Regions from separate parts of the Mus musculus genome. Here regions 1 and 3 are each linked to region 2. A link is a contact called in public Hi-C and promoter capture Hi-C data. All regions are on one chromosome and are shown on one strand. Each heading gives the region's core, a stretch centred on a gene start, on an enhancer-like site or on the middle of the called end of the contact. The rest is flanking DNA. Distances are from core to core; before and after follow the strand shown. Region 1 overlaps Ivd (isovaleryl coenzyme A dehydrogenase). Region 2 holds the start of Chst14 (carbohydrate sulfotransferase 14). Region 3 has its middle 28 kb from the start of Gm39914.

Region 1 (4,067 bases), core at 1,176-3,675, 43 kb before region 2:
ATGCCTATGGCAGACCCAGGAAGGACAGAGTCCACAGTCCAGGCAAGACAACACAGAAGATCGGCTCCCTCGTGTACCTGAGTCTGTCTGCATCACTCTGTCACAGGCTAGCACTGGGCCTGCTCATGTGACCTTCTGCAGCTGACTGGCCAGCAGACACAGGTCCTGTGGCCCAGCCCAGGTTGCCTGGCTCCCCTCCAGCCTTGTTGCCTCTGTATATTTCTCTAGACACCCTGTGGCTAATTTTATTACAACTGCACAATGTCTGTTGCCATTTTGTATTAAATATACTGCAAGGTAAACCCTTCTGCGCCCAAAGCCGTGTTCTGCAGGAGAAACAAGCCACTTGCTATGGTCCTGTCTGCATCCAGAGAATGTCCTTGAAGCGGCCTGCCCTTCAGTTTGCCCTTTGGGAATGGGATAGGAGGCCAGAATAGGAAGTCTCAGACCCAGATCTCCTGGTGACTTTTCTTCTTGTTGTGTGTGAAATTGTACCTAGGCTGTGCTAGGCAGGCACTGCACCACTGAGTCAGCTCCTTGCCCTACCAACTTCTCCATGGTTTTATTTTAGTCTCCCTGTAGCCGAGACTAGCTTTGAACTAAGACCCTGAACAGTAGATCTGCCCCTATCTCTTGAGTGCTGGGATTACAGGCAACACCCTGTGCTTTTTCTTAAAGGAAAGGGGGAGAAAATGGGGGGGGGGTGTCAAGTGTGGGAAGACAGGAGGAGAGTCTTAAGTTTCTGGAGGATTTTGAGAGTTTTTTTTTTGGGGGGGGGTTGCTTTTGATTCAGAGTCTAACTGTAACTCAGAATCCTCCTGCCTCTGCCTCCTGACTGCCAAAATTATATACATGAACCACCACAGCTGGCATATCTGAGTTTTGTTTCATTTGTCTAGCTATATAGCCCAGGCTGGCCTTGGACTCAAAGATCCTCCTCTGCCTCCCTAGTTCTGAGATTAAAGGCACGTGCAACCACCACACCCAGCTCAAACTCTGCAAGGTTGTTTTGTTCTTTTAATACTTGACTTTTTCAAGGTCAGAATTGGAGCTAGGATCCTAATGGGCTAGCAACAGGGACATCCCAACCTTGGGCCTCCCAACCTTGGGCCGTCACAAATAGCGCCCAGGCCGTGGATTACCACATTCATGTGAGTTCCCAAAAATAAAGACTGTTTTTCCTGGCTCCCAGCCCAACAGTCTTAGCCTAGGTGGAGTGCTGAGGTCTGAGACAGGTGGAGTCAGCACCTTAGCAACCCCACACCCGTCCCATCTTAAGAGGGGGTTCATGAATGCAGTAGATACACTGACCAGCTGAGGAAGATCCCTGGAACAACCCACAGAAGATGATCAAAATGAGGCAGAGGACCTGCACGCCTGCAAGATTGTCACCAAGCCAGACAACCTGGGTTGGAGTCCAAGAACCCATATGGGGGATGGAGAGTTGCCCTCTGACCTCCATAAGTTATCAGAAGGCAACATGTCACCCAGTCATGCCATAGGAACCCTACCAACGAGAGTGTGCCCCAGAAGTTCACCTGTTAAAAACCTCAGTCCCAGCCATTTGTTAATGGTTTAGGTAGTAATGACTTTAGTGGCTTTATAAAAGGGAATCTTAAACTAGTGTGCCTGCTCTGTCGTGTCAGGTCTCCTACCATGTTATCAGGCAAGAGAAGAACACTGGAGTTGGGAGCGCCATGCTTTTGATAGTCAGCCTCTGGAACCATGAGCTATAATTACCCAATCTGTTTGTATCCAGCTATAGCAACTGAAAGGAAGAATGTGATTGTTTTTCTGAATTTTTTTTTAATGTGACACACAAGAAATGTTTTTAAATAAAAGACAAAATAAAAACTATGTCTGAAAAGTGGATGGGAATAGTGGGGGTGGGACGCTGCTAATGAGAAGTGTTAAGTGTAGCCAGGTCTTGTGCCTTATCAGAATCTAGTGACAAACACCTGGGCTCCCTAGGGAGTGACACTGGGCTAAGGCAGCTATATGGGGGTTTTTGTTTGGTTGAGTTGGTTTGGTTTTGGTTCCCAACCCCCACCCACCCCGCTGATAATCCAACTTGGGCCTGGAGAGAGTTTCTCCCCAGGGACCAGAGTCTTAGCCCCACATCCCAGTGGTAGTCCCTTGTAATATTGCTTCACTTCACACATCCACTCCTTCCCTGACCTTTGCAACCAACTGAGTGCTCAAGGCAAGATTGCTTAAGGATGCAAAGCCCTGCTGGGTGAGTTGCTCAAACCTAGGAACGACGGGTGAGCCAGCCACGCTCTGACGCCCGGGAGGCTGGGTGGGGCCCGAGCCGGAGTAAAGCAACAGCACACAGAGTGGAGAGAGCGTCTAGCACACAGCGTGCCCTGGTGGGGGCTGGAATCCGCATGGCCATCGGTTATCTGCTTATGGCGGATCTAAAGTGCTCTCACTTCTTAAGACTCCTGCCTTAAAGCTCTGCGGGCGGCCGATTGCAGCGAGGACTCCCGGGACCCGCTCAGTCAGCGCTGCGTGGAGCTCGCCTGACCCCTACCGGCCATCCGCGGACTCGCAGGCGCGGTGACTTTCTGGACGCTCCAGTTTCCCACTCGTGCTCTGGATGCACGGTTTCCAAGACTGAAATTTCCCCAGAATTTGTATTTTACTAAATGAGAACATTGAAAGATCACTATCCACTATCACCACCATCTCATACAAGAAGGCCAAACAAAAACAGGGAGACCATAAACAGCAAAGATGAGTGTGGTATTCTTTTAAAAATTATGGTCAGAGTTTAAAAAACTGTAATTTTTTTTCCAAAACTTATTTTATGTGTATGAGTATTTTTCTTGCGTGTGTATATGTGTTCTGCTTGTTAGTCTGATACCCGCAGAGACCAGAAGAGGAGCTGGATTCCCTAGAACGATGTTATGAGTTGCCTTGTGGGCAGCGGGGAAACCCATTCAAGGGCCTCTCAATGAACAAATGCCCCTAACCCGGGGGAGCCGTCTCCCCACCCTCCAAAACAATGTAAGTTTTTAAAAGTTTATTGAAGAGGAAAGCCTGTCCCCTCCTTCCCCCTGTACCATTCCCCCAGGACAAAACTTCTTTTGAATCTGTAAGGAGTTCCTTTTTGGCTATTCATGCTTCTAAGTGCTCTATTGATTGATTGGTTCGATTGTAGGTCCTCCTAAGGATACTGTTTTAATGTGCATAATTGTCATTTATGACAATCTTGTTATATGCTCATATTTTTTTCACTATCCAACAGGCATTTAGACAAGCCCCCAGATAGATGGGGGGTGTGGGGGGGGACAGGGCAGGAGCACATACCAGCCTCTTCTTCTGCCTATATTCCACTCCACAGTGGAGGAACTCAGAGCCACACTATGCAAGGTGGGGGCTCTCCCCTACTGTGCTCTACCTACTTCCTCTAACCAAGAGCCATTCAGAATTCGACTTCTCCACACCAATCCAACTTGCCTCCCTTCTTCCAGTCCAGGTCGCTGAACTGCACCTCCACCCTGAGCCAGAGAGAACAATGGAGCCTCCTCTGATGGAGCCAACCATGCATCCCAGCACATTTAAGGTCAATACAAAGGTTACACTGGGCATAGTAGGCATCTTGTATACCCAAGCACTCAGGAGCCTGAAGGAAAGGATTACAGTGACGTTGAGGCCAGCCTGAGCTATATATCCAGTTCAAGGCAAGCCTGGGCTACCTAAGTAAAAGGACTGGGAAAGTGCCCCCCAAATAAAGACCTAACATCTCAGTAGAGCTCCTTTGTCCCAGATGCTTTGGAGACTGAAGCAGGAGGATCACTTGGGGCCAGGAACTTGAGGCTACCTGAGCAACACACTAGACCCAGTGTTAATAAGGAAGCATGGTGCTGCGTGCCTTTAACCTCAGCACTTGGGAAGCAAGGTAGGCAGGTCTCTGTGAATTCGAAGGCTAGCTTAGTCTAGAGAGAGCTCCAGGTCACACAGGGCTCTGGAGACCTTGTCTTGGGGGAGGGGGACCTAAGGATTAGCAAAGCAAACACAATTTGGGTCTATCTTGACTCTTTCTGCAACTCCCCTCTCCGCTG
Region 2 (4,051 bases), core at 1,262-3,761:
GGGTAGGCCTGAAGGCTTCACAGGTTAATTTTTTGTTGTTGTTTTGGAAGCCCTATCCCAAACCCAAAGGGAAGACTTCACATGGAATAAGCTCTTTGGAGGAAGTCATCAGTTTGAAAGAGCAAGGCATAAGAAACAAGTTGTCAAGAGTGGAGATGGACCCCTTTGGAGCCTGCTCGTTCTAGGGTGCTACCAAGGAGCCCAGCCTCACCCACAGGAGAGGAGATCAGGCCCTCCTAGGAGGCAGGGGGGCTGCTGCCCAGATGTTAAATGCTTTTGGAATCTCTTTAGATGTGGAAATATTTTTTCGAACATGAAAATGCAGCTGGTAGAATTTCAATGGAAGTATAATCCATGTAAAATATATTTTAGTTGATATTTTGTAAAATGCACTTTTTGTGTGTGTCGATCCTGGTTTCCCAGATCTGTATTTCAGTGTTTACAAGGGAGGGGGTACCTTTCCTAACCTCCCTTTTGACAGAGATTAGAAGTACTTCTTTAAGAAAAATAAATAAATTTGAGAAATTGTATTGATTTAGAAAAGAGTTATTTTCTGTGTGTTTTGTTTTGAGTTTGGCTTTGTGCTTCTATTTTGGGGATTTGGTTTGGATTTTAGTGTGTAAATATGGAGGGGCTCACTGGTCTTGTGTCAGGAGTCCTGGTTAATTACTCCTTGCAGCAGAAGTGCTTATTAAGGCTGATGAAGGTGCAAAGCCAGAAAAAAAGCAAGTGAAAAGAGACAGGAAATGGGAGCTTGAAGTTAACATCAAGGTAGCCACAGCTGCCTTCTGGGTTTGTGAAATTCTTGGGTTGCCAGCACTAGCTTGGCCAGTGTGCTAAGTGGAAGGCAGTTAATCTAGATGCATGAAGACAACTCTATCGTAACCTTGGGGCTGGGTAGAAACTTCTTAGTTTCTTGTAGCTGGCACTCCGTTTGTGGTGTGGGATAGGACTGCATCAGTTTCAGGATTTGACTGGTGGACTAACATTGACCTCTTTAGAGCCCTCTCATTCTGGGATGCTGAGGTCCCCCCCACCTGCTAGCTAAGTCCAAATCTATGGTGGAAGAAAAGTGGTGATGAGATCAGAGCTTTCATCCCCATGACATGGGTAGGCTATCCCATGGTATGGACAGCCATCAGTGTGCTGCCCACGAGAGTTCTAAGAGGTGTCACTTTACAGACAAATGGAGCAGGCAATCCCACCACCAGAAATCTATACACTGCCTAGAAAGGGACAGCAGTGTAGTGAAGGGTCAGAAGTGGCCTGAGATGCACCCAGCATCCAACTTTAAAGCCACTGAACCTCCCAGTTCAGACATTTACCCCATGTTTTCTGTGTGGCTCTCTGAACAACAACAACACACACACACACACACACACACACACACACGTCACTTTATCCCTCAGACCCCCTCATCTGCCTAATCAGCTTCATAGTCTCACCATTCCCACCCAGTCCTTTCATCATCCTCTGGGCATAACCTGTACCAAAGTCAATTCTTCGTCCTCCCATCTAATGTGCTGTCATGACTAGGAATTGGGTCTGAAAGTCAGCCTTGGCTAGCCAGTGAAACCCATACCTAAACAACAACAACAACAAAACCTTCAGTCACAGCTACCCCAGAGTCCATACAATGTGAACAGCCACAGAATCTACTGTCAAGTGGCTGATGACTATAGGAAATAGTTAAAAACAAACAACAACAACAACAACAAAAAAACGTGATTTGTTCCCCAGTTCTGTTGTCTTAAGCCTTGTTGGGGCCCCACACGAAGTCAAGCTGTAGTGCTTAGGGACTAGTTGTATGCTGCTGTTCAAAGTACTCTGACCAATCTGTTGCCACTGGGTACATCTTGGCTCCAAGCAAAGAGGCCTTTCTGTGGTTGCTGCGTTGTACTTGTAGGTTGTCCTGAAGTATATATTGGCCATACGTGGTCCCGAGGTACTTGTCCATAGCCTCCGACCAGAGTGTCCCAGTTAGCCTACTGCTTCAGACTTGGCAGGGGAGATTCCTTTTACAGACAGATCAGCATTGCTCAGTAGATAAGCACTAGTCCCTAGGAATTACTAAAGCAAAATGTCACCATGGAGACATTAGCCAGAGCTTGACAGAGTGGCCCTGCCCTGGGCTGGGACTGGTACAAGCGGCTAAGGACCATGCTTCCGGTCAGGACAGATCTCCTTTATGTCTAGACCGACTGAGTGGTGGGTTGTCCTGCATTCAGGTCACAGCTGGAGGGACAGCGGTTCCAGAGCAGTTTAAAGCAGGATGGAGGGTGCAAATCTTAAATGGAGCACCAAGAGGACACGTGTTAAAGAGACACGGGATCTCAGTAGCTCCTGCTTTCCAGGTCTCATTTTGTCTGGAGTGGCCCAGGCTCATGAGTTCTCTCCCGGGCTAGGGTCCGCCTGCGGCCTCCCGCAACTAGCTCCTAGGACTCGGGCACCCGCCCCTCTCCCCGCCCCACAACGTGGGCCCGCCCTCGCGCCTGTATCAGGGAGGGGCGGGGAGAGAAGAGCGGCCGGGCGGGACATCCGGCCCTGGTCCCTGCCTGCACCCCGGGAGCTGGCCACCCACTATCCCTCCCCTCCCGAGACCTCCAGCCCCTGCTGCAGTCACCTCCCCTGCAGCCTCGAGGTCGGCGAGGTCTGGCCGCAGCACCATGTTTCCCCGCCCTCTGACCCCACTGGCTGCCCCGAAAAGCGCGGAGACCCTGGGCCGCACGCCAAGGCGGGCCCCATTGGGCCGGGCCCGGGCTGGGCTCGGGGGGCCGCCCCTGCTGCTGCCGTCCATGCTGATGTTCGCTGTAATCGTGGCCTCCAGCGGACTGCTGCTCATGATCGAGCGAGGCATCCTATCGGAGATGAAACCCCTTCCCCTGCACCCTCCCAGCCACAAAGGCGCGGCCTGGAGCGGGACAGATCCTAAGCCTAGAGGCCTATCCTTGGATGCTGGGGACTCGGACTTGCAAGTGAGGGAGGACATCCGAAACCGGACCTTGAGGGCCGTGTGCGGACAACCAGGCATGCCCCGGGACCCCTGGGACTTGCCGGTGGGACAGCGGCGCACCCTGCTGCGCCACATTCTCGTAAGTGACCGCTACCGCTTCCTCTACTGCTATGTCCCCAAAGTGGCCTGCTCTAACTGGAAACGTGTGCTGAAGGTGCTGGCTGGCATCCTGAACAACGTGGATGTCCGCCTCAAGATGGACCACCGCAGTGACTTGGTGTTTCTGGCAGACCTGCGGCCTGAGGAGATTCGCTACCGTCTGCAGCACTACTTCAAGTTCCTGTTTGTGCGAGACCCCTTGGAACGCCTCCTGTCTGCTTACCGTAACAAGTTTGGAGAGATCCGAGAGTACCAGCAGCGATATGGGGCCGAAATTGTCAGGCGCTACAGGGCTGGAGCTGGCCCCAGCCCTGCAGGGGACGATGTCACCTTCCCAGAGTTCCTGAGATACCTGGTGGATGAGGATCCTGAACATATGAATGAGCATTGGATGCCTGTGTACCACCTGTGCCAACCATGTGCTGTGCACTACGACTTCGTGGGTTCCTATGAGAGGCTGGAGGCTGATGCCAACCAGGTGCTGGAGTGGGTGCGGGCCCCACCCCATGTCCGGTTCCCAGCTCGCCAGGCCTGGTACCGGCCAGCCAGCCCAGAAAGTCTGCATTACCACTTGTGCAATGTTCCACGGGCCCTGCTTCAAGATGTGCTACCTAAGTATATCCTGGACTTCTCCCTCTTTGCTTACCCACTGCCCAATGTCACCAAGGAAGCCTGTCACCAATGACAGTAGGCCAGCACCTTTTGGAGTTTGGGTTTAATGATATCAGCTTTGGGATGTCTTTCAGAGAAACTCCTGGCTCTGGGTGGCTTCCTGGTTTCTCTAGGTGTCTCCATATCTCAGTGGTAAGGACTGTCCTTGGAGGTCCTTGTCCACAGTGGCTCAGAGGACAGAGCTAGAAAGGAGGCCTGCTGCTTTCACTGGTGAACTGCCTCTCTTAGGGGCCTGTGGTATCCGTGTCTGCAGGGCACCAGTGGTTA
Region 3 (3,913 bases), core at 734-3,233, 33 kb after region 2:
ATCTGCCTGCCATCCCAGGACACAGGACATGGAAACATAAAGGATGAGGAGTCCAACGCCATCCTTAATTCAAAGCCAGCCTGGATTACAGGAGACCCTGCCTCAAGTAACAAACAAAAATTCTCCTTTAGTTTTGGATTTGTATCCGTAGCATTTCATGAGCTATTTTGGATCTGTCCGTAGATCAATTAATATCCACATCTGTCTGCTATGCAGTCACTTGAAGATATTAGAAGCAGCGTCCCATCAAGGAAGTACACCACTCAAATTGTGGTATTGAGATTCCATTTCCTGTCATAGAAATCAGAACTTCCACAAATAGCAGCTCAGTTACAGTTGCTGAGGTAGGTCCATAAAGTCACTGTTGGAAAGAAAAATTGGTAAAGTTTACAGTTTGGATAAACACGGGGGTGGGACCAGGAGACATCTGATTTCCTCTGTACTGTGCCCACCATGATCTTTGTGTTTAGTCAAAGCTTTGTGACAAAGGCTAGAACAAATTCAAATGCCACTGTGAGAGAGTTCAGCCTCTTCCTGGGGGAGGTGAAGCTGAGAGGGGGAAAAAGAGGGGGGATCTGATTTGGAATGGTAAACCAAAATACCAAAAACACCCAGGTTGCTTCTGTTCCCTTATGTAATCCATGCGCAAAATAAGCCTGCACACTATTTTACTGGCCGAAGTCCTGAAGACAATTTAGGAACCACTAGAAAAGGCCAGACAGGACAACTGTAATTAAAACAGGCTAGTGACTGGTTAGGACTATTAGACCAGTCACTTGGGCTTCACAGCTTGTAAGCAAGTAAATGAAAAAGAGTCAAGCTTTCTACTGAGTTCTACCTTTGTGTAGCCAAGTAGAAGATGAAGCATATCACCCCAACCAATAAAGAAAATAGAAATGATGGAGCTGAGGGTGTAGCCCAGTGGTAGAGCATGCACGAGGCCCTGAGGCCAATCACCAGCACAGCTAAAAGAGAAGAGAGAAAAGAAAGAGGGACAGAAATGGATGGGGTGAGTGGAGCTGAACCCTAAGCCCTGGCAGCTACTGATCTCATCCAGCCTGAAGCAGGGGCAGTCCACATCCCCGCCTGTGGACTTATGGGCCACCAACTTGCAGGAAAGATTTAGAACAGACCATCCCAGGGAGCTGGGGAGATATGAAAAGCCAAACCCTCAAACCCTGTAAGAAATGGGAAACATTTATGTATTACTACACGCCAGGGATGGTCCTGGCCTATTGTGTGTAATCTCTCTTCATCTTCATTTAAAACTCTCCAAGTGCTGGGCAGTGGTGGCGCACACCTTTAATCCTAGCACTTGGGAGGCAGAGGCAGGCAGATTTCTGAGTTCGAGGCCAAGCAAATGCAGTCATCACAACTATTTTATAGACAAGGAAAGTGAAGCCCACAGCGGTTTAGTAACTCCTGCCCAAGGCCGCAAAGCTAGCAAACGGATGAGCTGGGATTTAAACCCTGGCCATTTGGCTCCAGGACCTTCTCTCTTAAACACTGGATTGATTATACTGTCTTTTTTATAAAAAAAGCCATAGGAGGCCATCAAGATGGCTCAGTGGGTGAAGGCATTTGCTGTCAAACCCAAAGGATCCTGATCTACAGAATCTTAGTCCTAGTCCGGCAACCCACGTGGTGGGACTGACTGGGAAAATAATGAGTGTCCTAAAATAATGTTAAATGTGTGCATTGTCTCAAGATGTTAACACATAATTGTCTTCACAAAGACGCTGGAGGTGGTGTGTGTGTGTGTGTGTGTGTGTATGTGGTTAGCTAGCAACAAGGAGAGCCCAGGACCATCAGCTCCCGAGGCTCTTCCCTAACAAAGCAGCCAAGGCAGAGAGCAGGAAGAACTACACCCCCACCCCCACCCCCACCCCTTGCTTGCTCTCTCCCTCTCCCTACTTCTCAGACACAGGCAGGAGCCAAAGCCAACACGTGGGTTTTGCCTCTGCTGTGTGTTCCCTTTTTTCTTCCCCATTGGTCTTTCACTCTGACCCTTAGGCCCAGGCAGTTTCTGGAAACATCCTCTATCTCTGGGGATAAATACTCCTTTGCCTTTTTTTTGCCCCCTGACCTTATCTTCAGTTCCTTAGCTAGGGGGTTTTCCCTCTGCAACCCCTGTGGGGGAATTTTGTGGTTGTAATTTGTATTGTCCCATTCTCAGGTCAGGTGGTCCTGACTCTGCTCCAGGGTTAGCCCCTTGCCTGGTTAGTTTGCTGTCTTCCCTAGGTAAAGAACGGCTCTCCCAGCAGAGTCCAGGTCATCTGTTCCATCCCACACATGGCCGGTCTGCTTTGTTGGTCTGCACTCCCTGTTCTCCTCCGGAGATATGCAAACCCTGGTATCTTCCTAACCCCAGTTATACTGTGGTGTCCTTGACAAATAGAAGTTTGTATAGCAGGGTAGGGGTGCACGACCGTGGCCTTGGCAGTTTGGAGGCAGAGGCAAGAAAGATGATCAGGATTTGGAAGCCAGCTTGCTACAAATCGAGATACTGCCGCATAAAAGCATGTGCTCACGTGTATATGTATGTGTAGCGTGGCATGATAATAATATACGTTATTACCACAATCAAACTAATTAACATATTTACCATTCTCATATACCTTGTGTGTGCGGTAAGAACACAAGATCTACTTTCAAATGTAGAATGTGTAGAATGTATGGACATTATCCTTGTTATTAGTGGCAGTTACCATGCTGTATGCCAGAGCCTGGGGTCTTTCGTAAGTTGAAGGAGGAGCTCACAAGTGGGGTGATGCAATCACCAGATGTCTGAGCATAGATAACAGGCACCAACTAACACTCAGGTCAGAATACCCTCTCTGACAGCCACATGCTGTAGGAAGCAGAACATTTTAAGTATGTCCAAGGTGAAGATTTACTTTTGTCTTGTTTTAAGACAAGGTCTCATTATGTAGTTTTGGCTGCCCTAGAACTTGATATGTAGATCAGGTTGGCCTCAAATTCACAGAGATCCACCTGCCTCTCCCTTTGAGCTGGGATTAAAGTTGCTTTTAAGGAAACACCAATGATCTTGCTCTTGTTGAAGCATCTCTGCTGATTGTGATATACTTACCCTTAATAGCACCCAGGAAATAGAGGTCGGTGGATCTCTGTAAGTTTGGGGCCCTGGCCTGACCTACTCACTCTGTAGAGTGAGTTCTAAGATAACCAGGGCTACACGGAGAAACACTGTCTGAAAAAAACAAACAAACAAACAAGAAAAAAGATATTCCTTACCCTTCCAACATTTGTATCAGCTTACTAGGATCTGATTTTTATCTGAGTGTGTGGGTGGGTGGGTGTGAGTGTTTTGTTTGTTTGTTTGTTTGTTTGTTTGTTTCATTTAGCCCAGGCTGCCCTCCAATTGTAGCCTCCTGCCTCCATAAATACGAACACCAGTATAGTATTCTGTGGTGCTAGGGATCAACCCAGGATGTCACAGATGGAGCCAAGAACTTCAGGCATGCTACGTAAGTGCTCTACCAAGCTACAGCCCAGGCCCCAGAATGAAGGTTTTAGATGTCAAAAGTTAGGGTTAAATTTGAGCATATGTACACAGATCAGAAGAAAAAAAAATGTGTTGGTTTCTGTTGCATGCCAAGTGAATGACATCTGGGTCTCCAAATGGGTCAAAATGTCTGAGGTTAGAGATCTATTAAGACTAACAACATAGCCTGCTCTGGCAAAGGATGTCAAAGCCATGACATTAGTGTGTGTTCCAGTCCCCCAAGCCACCTCCCTCCCTTATAGTTCTTAGGTTGAGCATCACATGCCTGTGCCTCCAGAGCAGACTCTGCCTCTTGGCTTTCTGGTGGCCTCAGCACAGTTTGAAGTGTCACAGGCAGTGTTAGGAGCCCCGGGTGCTGATGCATGCTGTGAGTCACAAGGTCTGATG

The links. Promoter capture Hi-C pulls out the DNA fragments that hold promoters and counts their contacts. Hi-C and Micro-C count contacts between places; a contact is called where the count stands out from the background.
Region 1: a contact with region 2 is called in a promoter capture Hi-C map of fetal liver, with 3 times the contacts expected there. The contact joins the enhancer-like site here to the promoter of Chst14 in region 2. A contact is called at or near these places in 4 of 39 promoter capture datasets (the 3T3-L1 cell line, embryonic stem cells and fetal liver), 2 of 484 Hi-C or Micro-C datasets (CD8 T cells and embryonic stem cells), 3 of 115 datasets of contacts at active chromatin or transcription factors (embryonic stem cells and pancreatic cancer cells) and 3 of 9 other capture datasets (adipose tissue, liver and pancreatic islet).
Region 3: a contact with region 2 is called in a Hi-C map of bone marrow-derived macrophages, with 81 read pairs. The contact joins the enhancer-like site here to the promoter of Chst14 in region 2. A contact is called at or near these places in 20 of 39 promoter capture datasets (the 3T3-L1 cell line, 3T3-L1-derived adipocytes, the C10 cell line and 12 more), 1 of 15 datasets of contacts at CTCF or cohesin (CD8 T cells), 17 of 484 Hi-C or Micro-C datasets (the 3T3-L1 cell line, CD8 T cells, the G1E-ER4 cell line and 11 more), 12 of 115 datasets of contacts at active chromatin or transcription factors (CD8 T cells, the HPC-7 cell line, acute myeloid leukemia and 6 more) and 3 of 9 other capture datasets (adipose tissue, liver and pancreatic islet).

The regions. Positions count from the first base shown.
Region 1 is chr2:118,881,051-118,885,117 of GRCm38.p6, forward strand. It overlaps Ivd (isovaleryl coenzyme A dehydrogenase), which reads left to right. Exons shown (of 12, transcript NM_019826.4): 12 at 1-1,859. Among named protein-coding and RNA genes, the nearest start is that of Gm32798, 4.7 kb to the right of the region's middle. Within about 2 kb of position 2,426, at least 150 of the 459 cell types and tissues checked have an H3K27ac peak or open chromatin away from gene starts, as enhancers often do. A contact at or near this core is called in adipose tissue, fetal liver and pancreatic cancer cells, where this site is marked.
Region 2 is chr2:118,923,986-118,928,036 of GRCm38.p6, forward strand. Chst14 (carbohydrate sulfotransferase 14) reads left to right here and starts at 2,512. Exons shown (of 1, transcript NM_028117.3): 1 at 2,512-4,051. The coding sequence starts at 2,667. The coding sequence ends at 3,797. Bahd1 (bromo adjacent homology domain containing 1) reads left to right here. Exons shown (of 7, transcript NM_001045523.1): 7 at 1-539.
Region 3 is chr2:118,957,843-118,961,755 of GRCm38.p6, forward strand. No RefSeq gene overlaps it. Among named protein-coding and RNA genes, the nearest start is that of Gm39914, 28 kb to the right of the region's middle. Within about 2 kb of position 1,984, at least 28 of the 459 cell types and tissues checked have an H3K27ac peak or open chromatin away from gene starts, as enhancers often do. A contact at or near this core is called in the G1E-ER4 cell line, the HL-1 cell line, acute myeloid leukemia and 3 more, where this site is marked.